Regions from separate parts of the Sus scrofa genome. Here regions 2 and 3 are each linked to region 1. Evidence: chromatin contacts called from public HiChIP or PLAC-seq data. All regions are on one chromosome and are shown on one strand. The core of a region is the stretch at or near the end of the contact, and the rest is flanking DNA. Distances in the headings are between cores, read along the strand shown.

Evidence for each region. HiChIP or PLAC-seq counts read pairs in DNA pulled down with a chosen protein or histone mark.
Region 2: an H3K27ac HiChIP or PLAC-seq map of skeletal muscle shows a contact between it and region 1. The contact joins the enhancer-like site here to the promoter of AMOTL2 in region 1. A contact is called at or near these places in 2 of 5 promoter capture datasets (fetal liver and liver), 28 of 47 Hi-C or Micro-C datasets (alveolar macrophages, blood, brain and 14 more) and 1 of 2 datasets of contacts at active chromatin or transcription factors (skeletal muscle).
Region 3: a contact with region 1 is called in an H3K27ac HiChIP or PLAC-seq map of skeletal muscle. The contact joins the enhancer-like site here to the promoter of AMOTL2 in region 1. A contact is called at or near these places in 9 of 47 Hi-C or Micro-C datasets (adipocytes, embryonic fibroblasts, epiblast stem cells and 5 more) and 1 of 2 datasets of contacts at active chromatin or transcription factors (skeletal muscle).

What each region holds. Positions count from the first base shown.
Region 1 is chr13:75,505,358-75,509,173 of Sscrofa11.1, reverse strand. AMOTL2 (angiomotin-like protein 2) reads left to right here and starts at 1,814. Exons shown (of 12, transcript XM_021069473.1): 1 at 1,814-1,944.
Region 2 is chr13:75,441,481-75,445,296 of Sscrofa11.1, reverse strand. It overlaps LOC106505688 (a long non-coding RNA gene), which reads left to right. Exons shown (of 3, transcript XR_001300331.2): 2 at 2,831-2,965. Among named protein-coding and RNA genes, the nearest start is that of RYK, 53 kb to the right of the region's middle. Within about 2 kb of position 1,871, at least 10 of the 83 cell types and tissues checked have an H3K27ac peak or open chromatin away from gene starts, as enhancers often do. A contact at or near this core is called in skeletal muscle, where this site is marked.
Region 3 is chr13:75,460,636-75,464,451 of Sscrofa11.1, reverse strand. No RefSeq gene overlaps it. Among named protein-coding and RNA genes, the nearest start is that of AMOTL2, 45 kb to the left of the region's middle. Within about 2 kb of position 2,036, at least 38 of the 83 cell types and tissues checked have an H3K27ac peak or open chromatin away from gene starts, as enhancers often do. A contact at or near this core is called in embryonic fibroblasts, fetal liver, liver and 3 more, where this site is marked.

The DNA of each region.
Region 1 (3,816 bases), core at 565-3,064:
GAAGGGTCCCAGGGACAGAGGAGGGAATTCCATCCAGAAGAGGAACAGCAGGAGCTGCAGATGTAGACAAAAGGGAGGGCCCTGGCTGGCAGGAGTGTAGCGGGGAAACAGAAACCAGAACAGAAAGAGGGAGCAGATGGAGAGAGGAGGGCTCCAAGAGTCTATCCTGTCCTTCTAGGCTAGATTCTGGTGACCATGAAAAAGTTCTGGGAATGAGAGTCTGAGCAGCCCATTGGGTACCTAGCTTCATCACTTACTCTCTGTGTAGGTGAGCAAGCTAATTAACCTCTCTGAGCCTTGGTTTCCTTATTTATAACACAGGGATGATAAAAGAAATCCCTGAGAGGATGACTGGAAGGGCTGATTGGAATGACGAGGCGGAAGGCGGCTGGTGGCACACCGTGCACTCTTCCTAAAGAGGCGCCCCTTATGACTTTCCTCGGGAAGAGCTGGACACATCACCCGGCCGTGGTGATTCAGCTGGTTAGGTGGGTCAAACCAACCGGAAGATTTTTCAACCCAGATTCACACTTCCTGTGGAGACAGATCCGAAAAGAGCTGGCGAAGGTGTTTGTAAACAGTAAGAGTGCAATTCAAAGGTTGCCGCTGGCGGCGAAAGCAATGGGGGTTTAGAGAGGAGGCTCAGTGCTGGGAGCGGGATTCAGCTCTTCGCCGGGAGCACAGTTCAAGTCAGGGAGAGATGAACATTTTTGCAGTCCTCGCTCCGTGTGCAACACACACACACACACCCCAAGCCCCCCAACCTCAACTCCATCCCGCAGCAACGCCCAGAGTCCCTCAGGGACACTCGATGCAGTCTAGCCAAAGGGGTTGGAAAAGGCAGGGACAGGATTGTGAGGGGCCGATTTGGGGACAGTAAGGGCTCGAGTTGGATTCATTCGTCCCCAGCCGATCTGAAGAGCCGGGGGCGCGGGGCGGGGAGGTGGGCAGCGCGTGCTGCAGGCCCAGGGCAGCGGGGTAGCAGCGCCGCCTCCCCGGAGGAAGGCGGGAGCGAGGAGGAGGGAGCAGGAGGAGGCGGAGGGCCGAGGAGGGCGGCGCGCTGCGAGGTTATTTGTGGTTCGCTTTGATCCCGAGGGGGAACCTGAAACTCTCACATTCCTGGCATAGCAGCCGCCTCCGGCGCGGGCCGACCCTGGGGCTGGGCGCTGGGGCCCGAGCGGTCAGAGCGTCGACGCCACCGCCGAGAGCACACCTCCGCCGCCGCGCTGAGCGGAACCGGGCTAGGCCAGGTCGTCCGGTCGGACCGCACCGAGCGCCCGTGGGCCGCAGCGGTAAGGAAGGCCGCTTGGTGTTTGGCGGAGCGCACGGGGCAGCAGAGGCGCTCCCCAGCCGTAGCTCGAGCTCGGGTGCAGCCCGACCTTTTCCGGGAGCGGGAGCGGGAGCTGGAGCCAGGCGGACCCAGCGTCTTCCAGGCGCAGCAAGCCCTTCCCAGCCGCCGGGAAGCCGGACAGCGGCCGGGCGCCTGGGGTCTCCCGAAAATGTGCGGGTCGACTGGGGCTAGAGGACGGGACAGCCTTGCGGGGAGCGGAGTGGGTGTTTGGGGTCGCGGGTTGGGGAGAGGGGTGCGGATCCGGGCAGGAGGCGCCGTTTGGAGCATAAGTCGCAGGGCCCTGGGGGCTGACTTGGTTTAGGTGGGGGTTACAGGTGTCTCTGCCCCCCAACTAGCCCAAGAATTCCTCTTTGTCTTCCTTGGAAAATCCTCTCTGGAGCCACGGTCTGGCTCTCACTTAGAAAGAATGCAGCCTGCCGTCCAGCCCGGTGACGTCAGCGCTGGAGCATTTGGAAAACAAAGAGGGCTCGGAAGGGAGGGAGGGAGGCGGGCCCGCGACGCTTAAAGACCTCTCCGGACCGCGGGCTACTCTTGTCCACCCGCTGCAGGGACAGCGGCGGCCACCGGGTTCTTGTGGTCACCCAGGAGTCCGGGTAGGGCGGGATCTCTGGCTGGGGTGCGATCTGACTTAGCGATCCTCGCTTTAGCTGCTTAGGAGAGCGTGAGTTCAGGCAAAGGCCGGAGTTGCCTGCTTCCTTAGAAGAGGGGGTTTCAGAGAGCGGGGCGCGCTAGCGCAGCAAGGGTGCACGATCCGGGTCTGGGGCGCAGATTTTAATTACGGCTCAGCGGAAAGAATGTTCATCTGAAAGGGTTGACCAGGACCCTGCGGGATGAGAGGCGTGGGGAGGTTTTCCCTACTTCCAGGCACATAGTAGGGGGTGAGGGGGGCTGGAGTCTGTCTGGAAAGCTGTGTTCCCCGGTCCTCCTCAGCTGAAGTCAGCCCAGATAGCGATTAAATTAGGAAGTGCCCCCGTGAATGAAACGCTAGGGCGAAATGATTCCTGTTTGTTTTGCCTCTGGTAGCTCTAGAGTCTTGGATCTCCCCTCATTGTGTGTGTGTGTGTGTGTGTGTGTGTGTGTGTGTGTGTGTGTGTGTGTGTGTGTGTGTTGGGGGGGTGGAAGGGGTGCCAGGAAGGATGGGCACAGAGATGCCCTCTAGATTCATCTCCCGCTCCTGGTTCTGGGCAGCTGAGAGGGGAGGAGTGCATTGGGAATGGCTGCTTCCACCAAGCCCCAACTGAAGCAGAGCATTAGGGCTAGTTTAGTGGCAGAGAAGGGACAGCATTCTTCCTACTGACCTCCTCCCTTACTCATAGGACCTGTGGAGGTGTGGGTTTTGTTTAATCTTCCCTGAGTCTCAGTTTGGAGGTTTGTGTTGGAGGAGGCTGTGGAAAGGAAGCCAGGTGAGGCGGGCAGCCTTCCAGGCCATGAGCCATTGGGAGCTCAGGCTCAGAAGGGAACACCAACCTTAGGAGATATTATCTCCCTGCAGTTTAGGCTCAGAGGCCTCAGGTTCCTGCAGCCAAGAACCTCCCCCTTGGTCCCTTGCTCCTCCAGTTGGCTCAAGTGGGTGTGACTGATGTCAAGATGCTGAGTGCCCATCCCCTGTGCACCTAGAGGACCGTCAGGGCACTTCCAGGGAGCAAGTGTGTGTGTGAGTGAGTGAGTGTGTGTGTGTGTGTGTGTGTGTGTGCGCGCGCGCGCGCGCATGGCAGGGGATGGTATTGGTAAAATCAAAGAACGCGGGCCACCCTTTCTTTCTCCTGGAGCCCGCATGCAGTTATTTTCAGCACACAGACTATGTGACTTTGATGGGTGGCACCTTCCTGCCTCATCTCACAGAACCGTTGTCCTATTGTAGTCTCTTTTCTTTCATTCCTTATTCACCAATCCAGATGCATTTTCTCCTCCTTCCTGTTCACCTTGCAGTGTGACTGCCAAGGTCATCTCATAACTGGGAGGGCTCTGCGGGGTAAAGGGTGGTGAGTTAGCTGTGCAAAGGCTGGCGCTCAGACATGTTTCATCCTAGAGGGTCCTGGGGGCTCTTTGCCTAGGGCTTGTACTGGGCTGGACTTATTCTTTGTCACCTACCAATAAACTGGGGCTCTCCCCCCACCCCCACCCCGCCTCGACTGGACAGTTCACTGGTTAGAGCTGAACTAGGCCTGTCCTGGAGCCTCATCAGGCTGTTTTATGGGAAGCTGACTGCAGGAAGCTGAGCTTCCTTCTAGGTGACTGATGTCTTTCTCTGGGTACAGTAAGTCTCCATGAATATGATTATAATGGCAGTCCTTTGCCAAGGATTTATGGTGCACCAGAAGCGAATCTGCCGTTCCCTTTAATTGTCAACTCTGTGAGGCAAGCATTAATCTTTCTATATTTATTCTAGAGAAAATGAGGCTTAGATGTTAGGTGACTTGCCTTAATACATGGCAGCATTGACAGTTGAACCCAAGCTGGTGTGC
Region 2 (3,816 bases), core at 622-3,121, 64 kb after region 1:
AGAACATAGGGACTGGGGCCAAGAGGGGGACCTGTTGTGCAGGGTGGGGAATGTGCAGCCCACCAGGATGGACCCTCGGGGCGTCCCGTAAAGTCCTTGGTGAGCGTGGAAGAGGGCCACACACAGAGGCTCCCACCTCCTGCTTGTGTTACAGGAATTGGGCACTCATGAAGCAGACCAAAACCTAACAAAACCCACTGGATTTGAAATGCCTCAGCTGGAATCTGAACCAACCCCAAAGGGTCATAGTTCCAAAGTCTGGCCCTCGAAGCAGTGTCAGCAACAATCTTCACAAAACCCAATGCGTGGGCTCTTGGCCCCCAGTAAACTCTAAGAACTGTCGAGACAAAAACAGTGGACTGTTGGCTGCAGCACACACGAGTGATCTTCAAGCTCTTTTGATCCAGGTCTTGGTCTCCAAACAGTTTTCTACATGCACCCCTGAAGGGGTCCCTGATACACCATATGGCTGGCTGTACTCCTACCCCAGTACTACTGATCTCAAGGCCCAGTGGTGTTTATTATTATAACAGAGCTCACCATAAACATTTGATAGAACTTCAAATGCTTTTGAGAGGTTTGAGTTTGGGAGACCGGAGTCTTATCAATTCGGAATAGACTCTCATTGTTTTTATGTCCTGAGCAGCTAAGAGCTTGTATGAGGTGTGGGGTGACCACTCAATCATTTCTCTTTCTCTGGTCACTTGTGAGATACTGTCTGTGTGACCTTCAGACCCTGGTTCTTCATAGGGAATTCTTTTCCTTTTTTCCTTTTTTAGCTGCTTCTGCAGCACATGAAAGTTCCCTAGGCCAGGGATTGAATCTGAGCTGGACTTGCAACTTATACCACAGCTGCAGCAGCGCTGGATCCTAAACCCATTGCGCTGGGCCGGGGATGGAACCGGAGCCTCCACAGAGACAAGCTGGATCATTATCCCACTGTGCCACATGGGAACACCCGTGGGAATTCCTAAAAAAGCAACTTGTTTGTGCTATAAGGATTAGGTTAGGTAAAGTACATAATACACTCCATAAGCCCATCCCAACAAGGACACACAAATCCTGTCACATAGGCCTTATTGACACAGGGCTATTTGACATCCATTCCAGTGAGTCACCACCAATTTGGCCATCAAATATTAGTGAAGCTGCATTCTTACTTGTAGATTAAAAATATAAGTTAATGCAGAATAAAAATTCTAGTATTTTTCTTTACTACCTCCAAGAGATCATCTCACATACCCAGTTTGGAGACCAGTGGTCTAACGATATCCACCCCCCCCGGGGGGGGGCCTACACCTCTGAAAGTGGCCTTCCTCATTCAAGAAGGGGACCCAGATTTCCCGTCGTGGTGCAGTGGTTAATGAATCCGACTAGGAACCATGAGGTTGCGGGTTCGATCGCTGGCCTTACTCAGTGGGTTAAGGATCTGGCGTTGCCGTGAGCTGTGGTGTAGGTTGCAGATGTGGCTCGATCCCACGTTGCTATGGCTCTGGCCAATTAGACCCCTAGCCTGGGAACCTCCATATGCCACGGGAGCAGCCCAAGAAATGGCAAAAAGACAAAAAAAGGGGGGGGGACCTGACAGTTGGCTAGGCCCCCAAAATGAGACAGGCAAAAATTCTGACATAGCACAAGAAACAGGCTTATACTTTGACATCTGCAGTGGCCAACTTTCCGTGCTCCCTTTTGTTTGTTTGGAGGGTAGGCAGGCTGAAGGCTGTGCTGAGGGCTGTGGTAAGATGGGGCAGGCCCCCTAGAATTTGCGGGACTCCCTTGGGCTCACAAGTTCAGCTCAGGCTGTGTTCCCTAGGGGTCAACCTTAGTCAGTGGGGGGACAGCGGCCAGGTTCCTGTCCAGAGTGTGGGGAAACAGCGGCCCCTGGTGGCTGAGACACACATCCTTTGTGCTGTAACATTTGCTGAATGAAACCCAGTTTGGGAGTTCGAGTGCTGGTTACACAGACATGGGTAGGATAGACCTGGCTTCCTATCTGGGCCCATCTGTGTGACCCCAGGCAAATTACCATCTCTGAGTCTTAGAGTGTTGCCAGGAGTCAATGAGATGTTGAGTGAAATGTTGTGAAGAGTGCTGAGCACAAAGGAAGAACAGCTATGATGGTCATGATGATGAATATTGGGGCTTCTCAACATCTAAAAGCACCTGGAGGATTTCCCGCTGTGCAATAACAGGATCAGCGGTGTCTCTGGACCACTAGGGCACAAATTTGATCCCTGGCCCATCACAGTGGGTTAAGGAACTGGCATTGCCACAGCTACAGTGCAGGGCACAGCTGTGGCTCAGATCTGATCCCTGGCCTGAGAACTCCATATGCTCCAGGGTGGCCAAAAAATAAAAAAAATAAAAGCACCTGGAAAATACCTCTGAGGGGTAGTCCCAGAGAGAGTGGGAAATCCTGAGCAGAAACTCTCACGTTTCTGTGCTAGAGAGACACAGATGAGCAGTGAATGTGTCCTGGACAGGGTGAGCATGAGCCCGGGAGTGTGCACGAGCATGAGCACAGCCACAACGGAAAGGCAGAGAGCTCTGGATCACACTCATTGCACCCACCCCAGAGGTGAGCAGTGGGGACCAAAGGGAAGCCAGGGTCACCCATTCTTCTAATCACACTCCAAAGCTCAACTCTGGGAAGAGGGTGGGGGATTATTATTCACACAATGCTTAGTGATCACCTGCTGTATGCTATTCAGGGTAAATGGAAGACACTATCACAAGACACTTTCAAAGAGAGATCGGAACTAAACAACAGGCATGTGGGGAGGCCAGTTTAGACTGATGGCCTGGGGACTAACGATTGTATTCCCTGCAGCCATCAGGACAGAATCCGGGGAAGTGCACCAGCCAGGCCCAGGCAGAGTGAGGATTCCTTAGCTCAGGTGGCCTGCCAGGGATGCATCAACACCCAGCTCTTGCCTGCACAGATGAAGCCAGGAAGATGTCTGAGGTACAGTCTCTCAATCACTCCTACCCCACCTCTGGGGCTTCATTCAATTAAAATTTGGTTCTGTTCAAATCTAGCAACCTCTGAGAGTCCCCCTCACCACCCACAGAAGGGTGTGCTGATGGAGAAAGAAGGAGGGGCTGGTGTTCCAAAGAGAGCTGCCAAGCCCCAGTGGGCCCTTCTGAGACTCTCAGTCCTTCCACAGTTCATTAAATTGAAGTATATCAAGGAGTTCCCTTCTTGGCTCAGCGGTTAACAAACCCGACTAGTATCCATGAGGATGCAGGTTCAATCCCTGTCCTCACTCAGTGGGTTGAGGCTCTGGCATTGCTGAGCTGTGGTGTAGGTTGCAGATGGGGCTCAGATCCAGCATTGCTGTGTCTGTGGTATAGGCCGGCAGCTGTAGCTCTAGTTCTACCCCTAGCCTGGGAACTCCCATAAGCCTCAGCTGCGGCCCTAAAAAGCAAAAAAAAAAAAAAAAAAAAAAAAAGTATATCAAAATACATGGACCACATCCTGCCCCTGATTCACAGACTTCTAGCTTACAGGGATCCATCCTTGTGAGCTCACGGTGCTTAGGACTTAATAGTACTTCTTCAACACCTGCCATGTCCTGGGCAGGGTTAAGAAAAGTAGGAGGAGGGAAGGAAGGGTGCTGAGGTCAGGGAAGGGTTTGTGCCTGGGTTGTGGAGTCTCCTTCCTCATGACTTGGTCTCTCTCTCTCCTACCTATGTCACCCCATTCACCCAGTTGGGGATACTTCGGGCCTGCCTTTGGCCCCCTCCTGTGTCTACCAAGCATGACTCACCACATACTCCTCTGCCCCCAGCACTTACACAAATGCAGGCTTCTTG
Region 3 (3,816 bases), core at 787-3,286, 45 kb after region 1:
CTGTTCCACCAGGAAACTCTTATACACACCACTAGTGTGTATATTTTAATCCCAGTCTCCTAGTTTATCCCTCTCCTCCCGTTCCCCCAAGGTCCTTTCTTCCCTTTTTTTTTTGCCTTTTCTAGGGCCACTCCCTTGGCATATGGAGGTTCCCAGGCTAGGGGTCGAATTGGAGCTGTAGCCACCGGTCTACGCCACAGCCCCAGCAACGGGGGATCTAAGCCGAATCTGTGACCTACACCACAGCTCAAGGCAACACTGGATCGTTAACCCACTGAGCAAGGCCAGAGATCGAACATGCAACCTCATGGTTCCTAGTTGGATTCATTAACCACTGCACCACGACAGGAACTCCCAAGGTCACTTTAATGAGAAATATAAGTAAGCTAATAGTCCAGATCTTTAAAGCCATTGCTTTGTTTTCCATAATCACACTGCTATAGCATAGAAACTGTTTTTTTTTTTAATATCTTTCTAGTCTCTTCTTGTTGGTGTGCAAAAAATATGCATCTCTTCCTTTTATTCATTCAGCATTGTACCATGAACATTTGGAATGTTGCTAAATAGTCTTTACAATAATTATTTTTACATGATAGTCCACCCGGTAGACAAACCATGATTCACTCAGCCATCACTGAATACTGAGGTGGTTTCATCGTCTCAGGATTATAAATCTCCCCCATCCCCACCCTGCCCAAGACAGGTTCCCCTGGGATGAGTCAAGGCTCCCACCTGCCCTTCGTCTGGAAGTTATATAGGTCACTAGAGCTCGATTATGATTGCAGTGGTGCAGCAAGGCATTCTGGAATCTCTCAGAAGGTGAGAGTGACTCAGAGAGTCAGGTCCTTTGCTTCCTCTCACACTCTGCCCAGCCTGCCGTGGTCTTGGCCCTGCCCCCCACTGCCATCAAATCAGGCCACCAAATCGGAGGCGTTGTGGACTAGGAACTGGAAAGGCCAAAGGCTGCTTGTGGTGGGTTCTCACTGCTGGTGAAGGCAGCCCATCGGCCGAAAGGCAGCCAGGTGATCCCAGAACTGGAATAGAAGCCAGACCCCTCCAAGCAACCTGGTCCCCACTCCCCATTCACTACTTGGTCCCCATTCCCCTGAGAGACCCCTTCCAGAGAGGTCTGGGCTCTCTGCCCCCTTGGGGAACACGCCACTTCCCAAGCCGGCTCCCCAACAACTCCAAGACGACTGTAGGAGCAGAAACTCTCTTGGCAGACAAGCAGATGTGCACACCGCCTAAGGCAAATGGCTGAAGATCACATTTTCAGGATGCTTCTCTGTTTTATCTGTTTGCAAAGCAGATATTTGGGGAGGTTGGGCTCAGAATTGCTTCTGGGTTGCCAGCCCCATGGGAAATGGTTCACATTCTTCACATAGCTGGAGGGCTGTGAGGCAACACAGATGACTGCCATGACTGCCAGGAGGCCTCTCCCCAACCAGACCCCAGGAAGATGAGCCACCACCTCGGCATCCTCTCTGCTTGGAGTGGTTCCAGTGTGGGAGCGCTAGACATACTTCCCAAGAAGGCAGGCCTGGTGGGAAGTCTCTAGAGGAGCTGCTCGGACAGAGGGTCATCGCATCACTCATGCAGGCCCAGGACTGAAAGGACTTTCAGTGGTCAAGTTCTCCGTGCCCCAGGCTGGCACACATGCCCGGTGCCAGCAGCACTGACCTTTGGAGATACCCACAACGTGTTAAGGAGACTGGCTTCTCAACCAGTGGGACTTCAATTTCCTCTGAGTATGTGGCTATTTGCATTTTTTAAATTTTAATAAAGACCATGTATCATTTAGGAAGAAAATCAATACAGTTATTTTAAAACAAATAACTGAATAAAAGAGGCTCCAACCTAGGGCATTTCATCTCTTGCCTTGACTGTAAACCCCACAGTGTAGCAATCTTTCATGTCAGAAGATCACAATGTCACCCCTCTATGCTCTTTCCCGCAGTTGCTGGGACAACAGACAGCACTGCTGAAAAGAGGTCAAACCTGTGACCAGTGCCCAGTCTTCACCCGGTACCCTGGCTGGTGGCCAACAGCCACACCTACAGAATTCTCTGAAATGAGGAACAGCATTCCTGAGACTAGTCAGTGGAGAGAGCCTCAAAAGACAGACTGGACTTTATTCAGGCCCTGTTCAGTGCCGGGAAATGCAGGGAGAGAAGTCCCCTCTGGCACCACCTCTGCGGCCTGCACAACCGCTGCCCAGTCCATGTGTTGACATGTCCCCAGGAGCTTGGACTGAGGCCCCCTGCCAGTGTCACTGTCCTGGGAGCCCAGGCCCAATGGACAGCCTCAGCTTCAGAGCTTCAGGAAAGAAAGCACCAGATGGCAAAGGGAAAGCCAAGCAGCTTGTGGCCTGCTTGGCTTCAGTGTGACTCTTAATGGGAGACTGGCAGAGAAATCCTCCTGGGAACCTGAGGCCAGGTGTGTGAGTGGGATTTAAGAGAGGCCCGGGCCTCTCCCCGGGGGTGGCCACTGTCCAGGAGGATGGAATGAGAGGCATGCCTTCGAAACGCCACAGCCCCACAGGTGTGTGCGCCCCAGGGCTGACGGGCTGACAGCCTTGTGCTGCCTGAACTTCCTGTAAAGCCGAGGCTCTCAGCCCTTGCTGTGCACCACACATCACCTGGAGAGCTTTCTAAATTCCTACCGTGCAGGCTGCACCCCAGGCCGATTCCATCAAGCTCTTTGGAAGTGAGACTCAGGGATTAGTATTTCTTTAAGCTTCCAGGTAATTAAAATATTAGCCATGGTTTACAACAAGTGCTTTAAAGAGATAGCATCCCAGGCTCATCAAACAAATGAGGTAGGGCTCCTCCCGAGTGATTCATGGAGCCACCTTCTCCCTAGAGGCCCTCCTTACTCTCCAATCTCTTCAGTTTCTGTCCTGCGTCCAAACCCATCTCAATCCCCACCTCCTGTGGGAAGTGCTCCCTGGCTGCCTTGGCTGCAATAAGCACCTTCTTCTAAGGTGCCCAGTTACTTTGTCCCTGTGTCACCCACCACGTACAGCCATCGACTGATTGCTATTCACCTTGTCTACACATGAGGCAATCTGTTCTCATGGGGGCAGGGACTCTGTTGCTTAGGATGCTTCCTTGTAAGCCACTGACCTATCTCCTACCACCATTCATCACCCATAGTACAGGCTCCGTAAGGTTTTTCCAGCTGACTTACATTCTCTTGCATTTCAACATATCAGGCAATCTTGGTGAGAAAGTTGAAAGAATGTCTGACACAAATGAGTGGTTTTATTGTTGATCGGTGATTGTGGTCATGGAGGAAATGAGGATAGCCAGCAGGAGGTGAAGAGGGCCGCAGGAAGAATGGCTAGGACCTGCCTATTAGGCTGTCTTCTAGGAATGTATGTGTAACCCCTATAACCCAGCTCTCACGTGGCCCAGGCTCTGCACTGAGCATCTTCAAAGACATGGCAATTTCATGAGGTTGTGGGTGGGGGAGGGCCCTAAGAGCCCTTTGAATATTTACTGCAGTCTCTTAAGGAAACTTGGACATGGCAAACTGAATCCATGCTTTTTTATTGCCTCTCTACCGCTCTCCCTGTAAATCACATCTGAGGAGCTGATATATTAGGTAGGCCTTAAAAGATGGAAAGAAACAGAGAGGGTATTTCAGGCAAAGAGACTAGCTGGAGCATAATGTCTACTGGGTTCTCAGAATGGCCAGTGGTCCTGTGAATCTGGAATGAAGGCATAAAAAGTTGGGAGTGGTTAAAAGAGGCTGAAAAGGAGGACCAGGGCCAGTATATGAAGGGCCTGGAATTGCAGGCTAGGGAGATGGATT